Regions from separate parts of the Pan troglodytes genome. Here region 2 is linked to region 1. Evidence: chromatin contacts called from public Hi-C data. All regions are on one chromosome and are shown on one strand. The core of a region is the stretch at or near the end of the contact, and the rest is flanking DNA. Distances in the headings are between cores, read along the strand shown.

Region 1 (3,609 bases), core at 291-2,790:
CCCCGGAGTCTCAGCCCCGGCCGGCAGGGGGACGCGCGCGGGGGCCGCGCTAGCAGTGGCCGGAGGAGGCGAGCAGGGGCTCGGGCAGCTGCTTGAACAAGTTCCGCAGGGTGCTGAGCTCGCGCGACAGCTGCTCCACCTTCTTCTGCAGACGCTCGTTCTCGGCCGTGAGCTCCAGGACCTTGTGCTGCGTCTCCAGGTTGCGCATCTTGGCCTTGTCGCGGCTCTTGCGCACCGCGATGTTGTTGCGCTCGCGCCGGATCTTGTACTCGTCGCTGTGCTTGTCCACGGTCTTCTTGGCCTTGCTCTTGACCTGCGAGGGCGCCGGCGCGGCCCCCGCGTAGCAGGCGGTCGGGGGCGCCTTGGCGTCAGCGGGGCTCGGCGTGCCGGGCGGGCTGGACGACGAGGACGTGGAGAGGCTCCCGCTGCTGCCGCTCGGCACCGCCTGGTAGCCGAGGTAAGCGCGCAGCGCGTACGGGAAGCCCGCCGCCATGCCTGCGCCGCCGCCCGGCGCCCCGGCCTCCTCCTTCCGCTTGCAGTCCGCGGGCTCGAAGCCCGGCTCCGCCTTGAGCTCGGCGGGCGGCGGCGGCGGCGGGGGCGGTGGGTGCAGGGGCGCGAAGCAGCCGGGGTGCAGCGCGCCCTTGGCGGCCCCCAGGCGCCCCAGGCTCACGTAGCCGTACTCGGCCGGCTTCTTGCAGTTCTTGCCCCCGTAGTCGTCGGAGAAGAGGTCGGAGAGGAAGTCGTGGTGCTGCCCGGAGGAGGCGGGCGCGGGGGCGGGCGCGGGCGGAGCCGCCTCGAAGGTGTCCGTGGCCGTGGCGGGCGCCGGGGCCTGCGGCGCGCCCAGCGGCTCCAGGTACGGGCTGAAGTCGATGGCGCGCTCGTGGTCGCCGATGCTGCCCAGCTCGCCGGCGGGGGGGCGCGGCCCGGGTCTGGCCGCGGGGGGCGCCGCGGGGGCCGCCTTGCCGCCGTACGCAGCAGCCAAGCAGTCCGCCTCGTAGTAGAAGTTGGCCACTTCCATGGATTTAAAGGCAGGCGGCGGCGGCGGCAGGGGGAGACATGCTGGGTCCCAGGCCACCAGGCGTTGCATGAACGCGGGTGCCCGGGGAGGGGGCCTGGGGCTGCCCGCTCCGGCCGGCCCGCAGGTGGCGCGGCCTCCCTGCTCTGAGCTGTCGCCGCTGCGTCGCTGCTGCTGCTGCCGCCGCTGCTGGGGTGGCCGCTATTAGTGCGGGGGCTGGTGGCTGGACCCTCGGGTGGGTCCCCTTCCCAGTCCCGTGCGCGGCTCTGACTCGCTAAAGTTTCTCCTGAGCCCGGTTATTTATAAGGGCGGCCCGTAGCAACCGCTGCGTCACGCCGGCCCCTCCCGCCGCGCCGCCGGGACGCGAAGGACACGGCCGCGGCCGCCTGAGACCCCCGGGAGGACGGCGGCAGGGCGCAGCGGAGGGACCGGGCACCCGGAGCGCGTTTTCGGGGGGCCCCCGGAACGCAGGGGGCGGCCTCACGCCCCCTGCCCACCCCCGCCCGGCCGCCCCGGGATTGGGAGCGAGAGGGGGCGGTGCGACCCCGCCCCCGGACCGCCCCTCTGGGCTGGAGGCTGTCCTGGAAGGCGGGGGAATCGGAGGAGGGGGCGACCTGATCGCCTTCCCCCCGAGACGCGGCCCCGGCCCGCCCCCTGCTGGAGGAGGCGGAGGTTTCAGGAGGGCCGAGCAGAGCCCCGACGGCCGACCAGGGTCGGCTCCCCGGGCCGAACCCTGGAGACCCCAGCCCGCAGCTCTAGCTCCAGGAGAAGCTACCCATCTCCGTGGCCATTCCTCCCGTAAACTCCCACCTCCTCCCCAGGTCCCCGGCTTTAAAAAGAAGACTCCACGCCTGTGACGACTCCCCTCTTAAGCCACCGCCAATATGAGGACCCCGGGGGTCGGGGCGACCGGGCAGGATCGCGCTCCGCTTGGGGCTGGACCCTGGTCCACGGAGCCCCGCCCCTAGCCCCGCCCACCACACCTGCCGCCTGCTCCAGGCTTGGACACGCCCGGGTCTTCTCTTGCCCCGCGCCGCGCCACCCGACCTGGGCCCTGGGATGGGGCAGGGGCGGGGGGTGCTCGGCCCTGCCACACTGTGTGACCTTGGGTGAGTCACTTCACTTCTCCCAGCTGCAATCCATGAAGGGTGTCGCTACTGTTAGTGGTGGTGGCATTGTTCCCACCAGACTCCCAAACTAAGGCTTACGTTGTGGGCTGCACATCAGAGAGAAAGGGACCCCCACGGATTGTGCCAGTGGAGGCCCAGAGGGAGCATGGCATGGCATACCAAGGTCACATGGCCGCATGTCCCCCGTTCATCCCAAACGAAATGCCCTCATCTGAGCCCTAAGACCTATTGCCAGTCCCAGAGGCCAAAAACTTCTGTTTCTGAAGTTGCTAGGGAGGGACTTAAGCGAGGCCTCACGGGAGGGGGGTGGTATGCAGGAAAGAGAAGGAAAGAGAAAGATAAGTTTTTACCAAGTCCCTGCCCTGTGCTCAGGGTGGGCCTGGACCCCGAGGTTCAACTTTTTTCACCCCACCAGAAAGATGCTTTTGTTGCTGCCATTTCACAGATGGGAAAGCGACAACGGCCTGCCTGGACTTGAACACAGGCCCAAGGCCTTCTGACCACTTGCCCGCCTCTGCTGGGTAGGCTCAGGTTAGAGGGCCCTTTGCCCTCCCGGACCCATTCCTAGGCCATTGGGGCAGCTCCCTGGGCCCACCTCTCTGCCACTCCTAGCCCAGGCCACCTAGGCAGGAGCTCCCAGCCTACCCGGGGCTGACCCCCAGCCCACTGACCCCAGCCCTGGCCCCAGCGGGCAGGCGGGCATTGCTCAACCTTCGGTGTTATCTGCTGAGCTGGGGTGACCTCCGCCCCCAAGAGCTGGAGAAATGACATCTCTGGGCACCCTTGGTGGGTAGGAGGCAGGGAGGGAGGGGATAAAACACTGGCCCAGCCTGCTGGCTTTCTGGGTCTTCCCAGCAGCCTCTGGGCTGGGGAGGGATCAAGGCCCAGAGGGGTGCGGCAGCTTCCCCAGGGCCACCCGACCAGCCCTTCCTCACTGCAAAATGGGACACTCAGGGCTGAGCTAGAGGCCACGGCTTCTGAGAGGCCCTCCCTGTCCCACCTGCTAGTGATTTCCTTCCCTATCGCCAGCCACCATTATCCTAGCTGTCTACCTCAGTCTCCCTGCAGGCTGCCACTTGGGGAGGGCTGGCCCACGAGGGACTCCTGAGCACAGCACGCTCAACATTTACCAGTGAAGGAATGCATTTGCTGTTCCCTGTGCACCAAGAACACTGTCACCCCACCTCTGCCCAAGGCAGCTCCTCAGGTCTCAGCCCAAAAGCTGCCTCCTCCAGGAAACCCTCCCTGACCTTCCCATGGGAAGTCTAGGCCCTCAGTCACTCCTCTCACACCCCTGCTTCATTTCCGTCACCGTTCTCATTATAGTCAGAATTATCTTGCCTGCCCGTCTTGCTTTCTGTCCCCACGGCCTTCTACTGTGTCCCTGGTGCCTAGAACAGAGCCTGGTACATAGAAGGTGCTCGATGAATGGTGAGTGAATAAATGGAGGAGGCTGAGAAGAAG
Region 2 (3,867 bases), core at 119-2,618, 170 kb before region 1:
CGATAGTTTGCTGAGAATGATGGTTTCCAGCTTCATCCATGTCCCTAGAAATACCATTTGACCCAGCAATCCCATTACTGGGTATATACCCAAAGGATTATAAATCATGCTGCTATAAAGACACATGCACACGTATGTTTATTGCGGCACTATTCACAATAGCAAAGACTTGGAACCAACCCAAATGTCCAACAATGATAGACTGGATTAAGAAAATGTGGCACATATACACCATGGAATACTATGCAGCCATAAAAAATGATGAGTTCGTGTCCTTTGTAGAGAACACAACAGTTCTAAAAGTGTGGTCCGAAGATCCCTAGGGGTCCCCAAGACCCATTCAAGGGGTTCGTAGGATTATTTACCCTGTTTACTCTCATTCTCACCTGAGTTTAAAGAGTTTGAAAAGTTCACTGATAGATGTTTAGATTCCACATTGCATCTGAATTTAAGACATTACCACTGATTAGTTTTTGTGTAGCATTAAAGACTATTCATGGCTGGGTGTAGTGGCTCATGCCTGTAATCCCAGCACTCTGGGAGGCCGAGGCAGGCAAATCACCTGAGGTCGGGAGTTAGAGACCAGCCTGGCCAACATGGTGAAACTCCATTTCTACTAAAAATACCAAAATTAGCCAGGCATGGCAGCAGATGTCTGTAATCCCAGCTACTCGGGAGGCTGAGGCAGGAGAATCACTTGAACCCAGGAGCCGGAGGCTGCAGTGAGCCGAGATTACGCCACTGCACTCCAGCCTGGGCGACAGAGTGAGACTCCGTCTCAATATACATTTCACAATGTGACAATATCCTCCCTTTCTCCAACGATGTGCCTTTGGAAGCCAGGTTTTCTCAGGTACTTCATCCTAAACAAAGTCTCACAGCAGATCCACTGCAGAAGCAAGTGTGAGGACCCGCTGTCCCCCAGAGGCCAGCTGTTACAGAGAGATGCAGAAATATCCACAACCCCACAAATGCCACTTTTCTCATTAAATTTGTCCATTTTAAAATGCATAGGTATTTATTATAAAAATGTTATGTTCATGTAATGGATTTATTATTACATTTGAGTGAATAAATAAATATGTTATATATTTCTTAGTTTTCATTTCTAACATGAGTATCGACTGATAGAATCCACACAAGCAAGAGCTCCTTGGGGTTCTCAGCAGTTTTTTAAAATGTAAAGGGATCCCGAGGGCCACTGTCTGGGGAGGCTGCAGAACTGGCCTCTCTTCCCTGCCCTGCACCCACCTAGGCCCCTGCTCTCTTCCTTTCTCCCTTCCGCCCTTCCCCGCTGTAAGTCTGTTCTCAGCGCCTGTCTTCCCTGCCCTGCACCCTGCTTGGCCCCTGCTCTCTTCCTTTCTCCCTTCCCCCCTTCCCCACTGTAAGTCTGTACTCAGTGCCTCCGGGAAGGGCTGGGACACCAAGTACGGGGATCCCAGGAGGCTTCCTGGCTCTTGAGTTTCAAAAGTTGAGAAGAGCAGGAAGAACTCACGTCTTGCCGAGAGCAAGGTTCCCCTACCCAGAACCAGAGCCAGGGTCGCAGGATAGGTACAGAGACGGGGTGTCAGGGGTGGCCCCCAGCCTGGGGCTGAGCCCAGTGAGGCCCAGAACCTCAGGTAGAAGCAGCTTTTCCAGGATTCTGGAAAGGCAGCCTCCAACCAGCCCTTGAAGTAGCCAGGAAGCAGCCAATTGACCCCCAGGACCAGGGGCAATGGAGAAGGGGCAGGCACAGATCCACGCAGGGCCTCAGGTGGGGGCCAGCCTGTGTCAGGCAATGCCTGGTGGGAAGACGACACCCAACACCAGTGCCTCTGTCCTCATTCCTATCCCCAACACCTTGGCCTCATGAAAGGCCTGGGGACCCAGAGCCTTCCCAGGAAAAGTGGAGTGGGGTGGTGGCGAGGGTGGGAATCACCGTCAGATGAAGCCTCCTCCAGCCTGGCATAACCACGACACAAGATGGAAAATCAGTTCCATTTGTGAAAACACGAAGAAACTCCACAGTGCCAGTGTGTGAACCGGGACTCATACCCACCTCGTGTGGAAAAGCCCCACTTGTGTGGGATGTAGCCTCCATGACAGATCTCTTTCTTTGAGCATCAGAGAGGTTGAGTCACTTGCGTAAGGCAGCTCAGCAGGAAGGGGCAGAGCTGGGATTTGCCCCAAGGCCCTGGCTCCAGCCCTCATGCCCTTGACCCCAGGCTGCTGAGGGAGGGTGTTCATCCCCCAGGCCTGGCCAGAGTGTGAGGCTCAGAATCCCAGACTGGGCCTGGGGGCACAGCCCCTGGGGTTGGAGGATTGGACCCCAGCGTCCCTCAGGTGAGCAGAGGCCAGTCAGCCGTGCAGGGCGTGGTGGAGCTGGGTCTCTTGCCCAGGCTGCCCCCTCACCTGCTGAGTACCCCAGGAGGGGCGGGTGAGGGCCTCACCCTGCAGGACAGGTTCTTCAAGGTCCTCTGCCTGGGCGGTGGTTTCCTGTGCCTCTCACTCCTCCCGGAAGAGTAGACAAAGATGCCCCAGAAACAGGCCCAGAGAGGCCAAGAGATTAGCCAGAGGTCACACAGAAGGTCATGGGAGTGCCAAGACCACCCCTTACAGAGCCTTGGGGGAGGCAGAGCCCCTGAGGAGGGAGGCACAGAGCTGGGTCCCTGAAAGGATGAAAAGGAGGATCAGCAAAAATAGTGCCAGGATACGGGGTACCCAACGTAGTGAATGTCCTAAATGCCACTGAGTTGTTCACTTTAAAATGTTTAATCGCATGTCACATGAATTTCACCTCAATTATTACAAATAAAAAAATAGTGCAGATAGAGGGACTAGAATGTGTAAATGTCTGGTGGACAGAAACTGAAGGTCATTTCACTGGAGCTGCAGGTCAAAGGAGCAGATATTGGAAGTGGTGCCCCCGCATAGAAGGCTCTTGGGGGACATGGGGGCAGGTCCTGGATGGGTTCCTGACTGAGGCGACACGGACGTCGTCCGTGATGCTCCCCTCTCACCTTCCACATCTACACCATCGTAACTGTGGGGTTTACGCCCTAAATATCTCCTATATCCAACCACATCTCCTCACCTCCCTGGCCAAGCCCTGGGCCAGGCTCCTCCCTCTCACCCATGGACTGTGGCCATCGCCCCTTCTCTGCTCCTCCTGCTTCCAGCCTCACCCACTCTCTTCTCCACATTCCTTCCTCTGCCTACGACCTTCTGTGACTCCCACTCACTCAAGAAAAAGCCCAGACTCCTCTCTGTGGCCACAGGGCCCCTGGCCAGCTCTCCTGTCTCATCACCACTTCCAATATCTGCTCCTTTGACCTGCAGCTCCAGTGAAATGACCTTCAGTTTCTGTCCACCAGACATTTACACATTCTAGTCCCTCTGTCTGCACTATTTTTGCATTTGTAATAATTGAGGTGAAATTCATGTGACATGCGATTAAACATTTTAAAGTGAACAATTCAGTGGCATTTAGGACATTCACTATGTTGGGTACCCCGTATCCTGGCACTATTTTTGCTGATCCTCCTTTTCATCCTTTCAGTCATCCAGACGTCACCTCCCCCAGGAAGCCCATCTTGACCCCCCCTTCTTCCCCATAGTTTGGATCAGATGCCTCTTTGGAGCTGCCAGGTCCCCTGTGGCTCCCCTACTGTGTTGTGTTGCCCGCTAGAGTGTGAGTGGGCTGAGGGCAGGAACCACGTCTGATTCTTTTCAGCACTCGTGGCACCCACACATGTGTGGACTTGGGGTGTGTTTGTGATGAATGAGGACAGAGGCAGAGACAGGTGGAGAGATGGTGAAATGTGAACTGAGCATCCCCTTCGTGCCAGGCCCTGTGCTCGGTGCTTGTGCGTGTCACGCGGTGGAGGA

What was found. Hi-C and Micro-C count contacts between places; a contact is called where the count stands out from the background.
Region 2: a Hi-C map of induced pluripotent stem cells shows a contact between it and region 1, with 1.8 times the contacts expected there. The contact joins the enhancer-like site here to the promoter of CEBPB in region 1. A contact is called at or near these places in 1 of 7 Hi-C or Micro-C datasets (induced pluripotent stem cells) and 1 of 1 datasets of contacts at active chromatin or transcription factors (stem cell-derived excitatory neurons).

Annotation. Positions count from the first base shown.
Region 1 is chr21:56,475,815-56,479,423 of NHGRI_mPanTro3-v2.0_pri, reverse strand. CEBPB (CCAAT enhancer binding protein beta) reads right to left here and starts at 1,540. Exons shown (of 1, transcript XM_525353.8): 1 at 1-1,540. The coding sequence starts at 1,087. The coding sequence ends at 50.
Region 2 is chr21:56,646,487-56,650,353 of NHGRI_mPanTro3-v2.0_pri, reverse strand. No RefSeq gene overlaps it. Among named protein-coding and RNA genes, the nearest start is that of PELATON, 94 kb to the right of the region's middle. Within about 2 kb of position 1,368, at least 1 of the 24 cell types and tissues checked has an H3K27ac peak or open chromatin away from gene starts, as enhancers often do. A contact at or near this core is called in induced pluripotent stem cells, where this site is marked.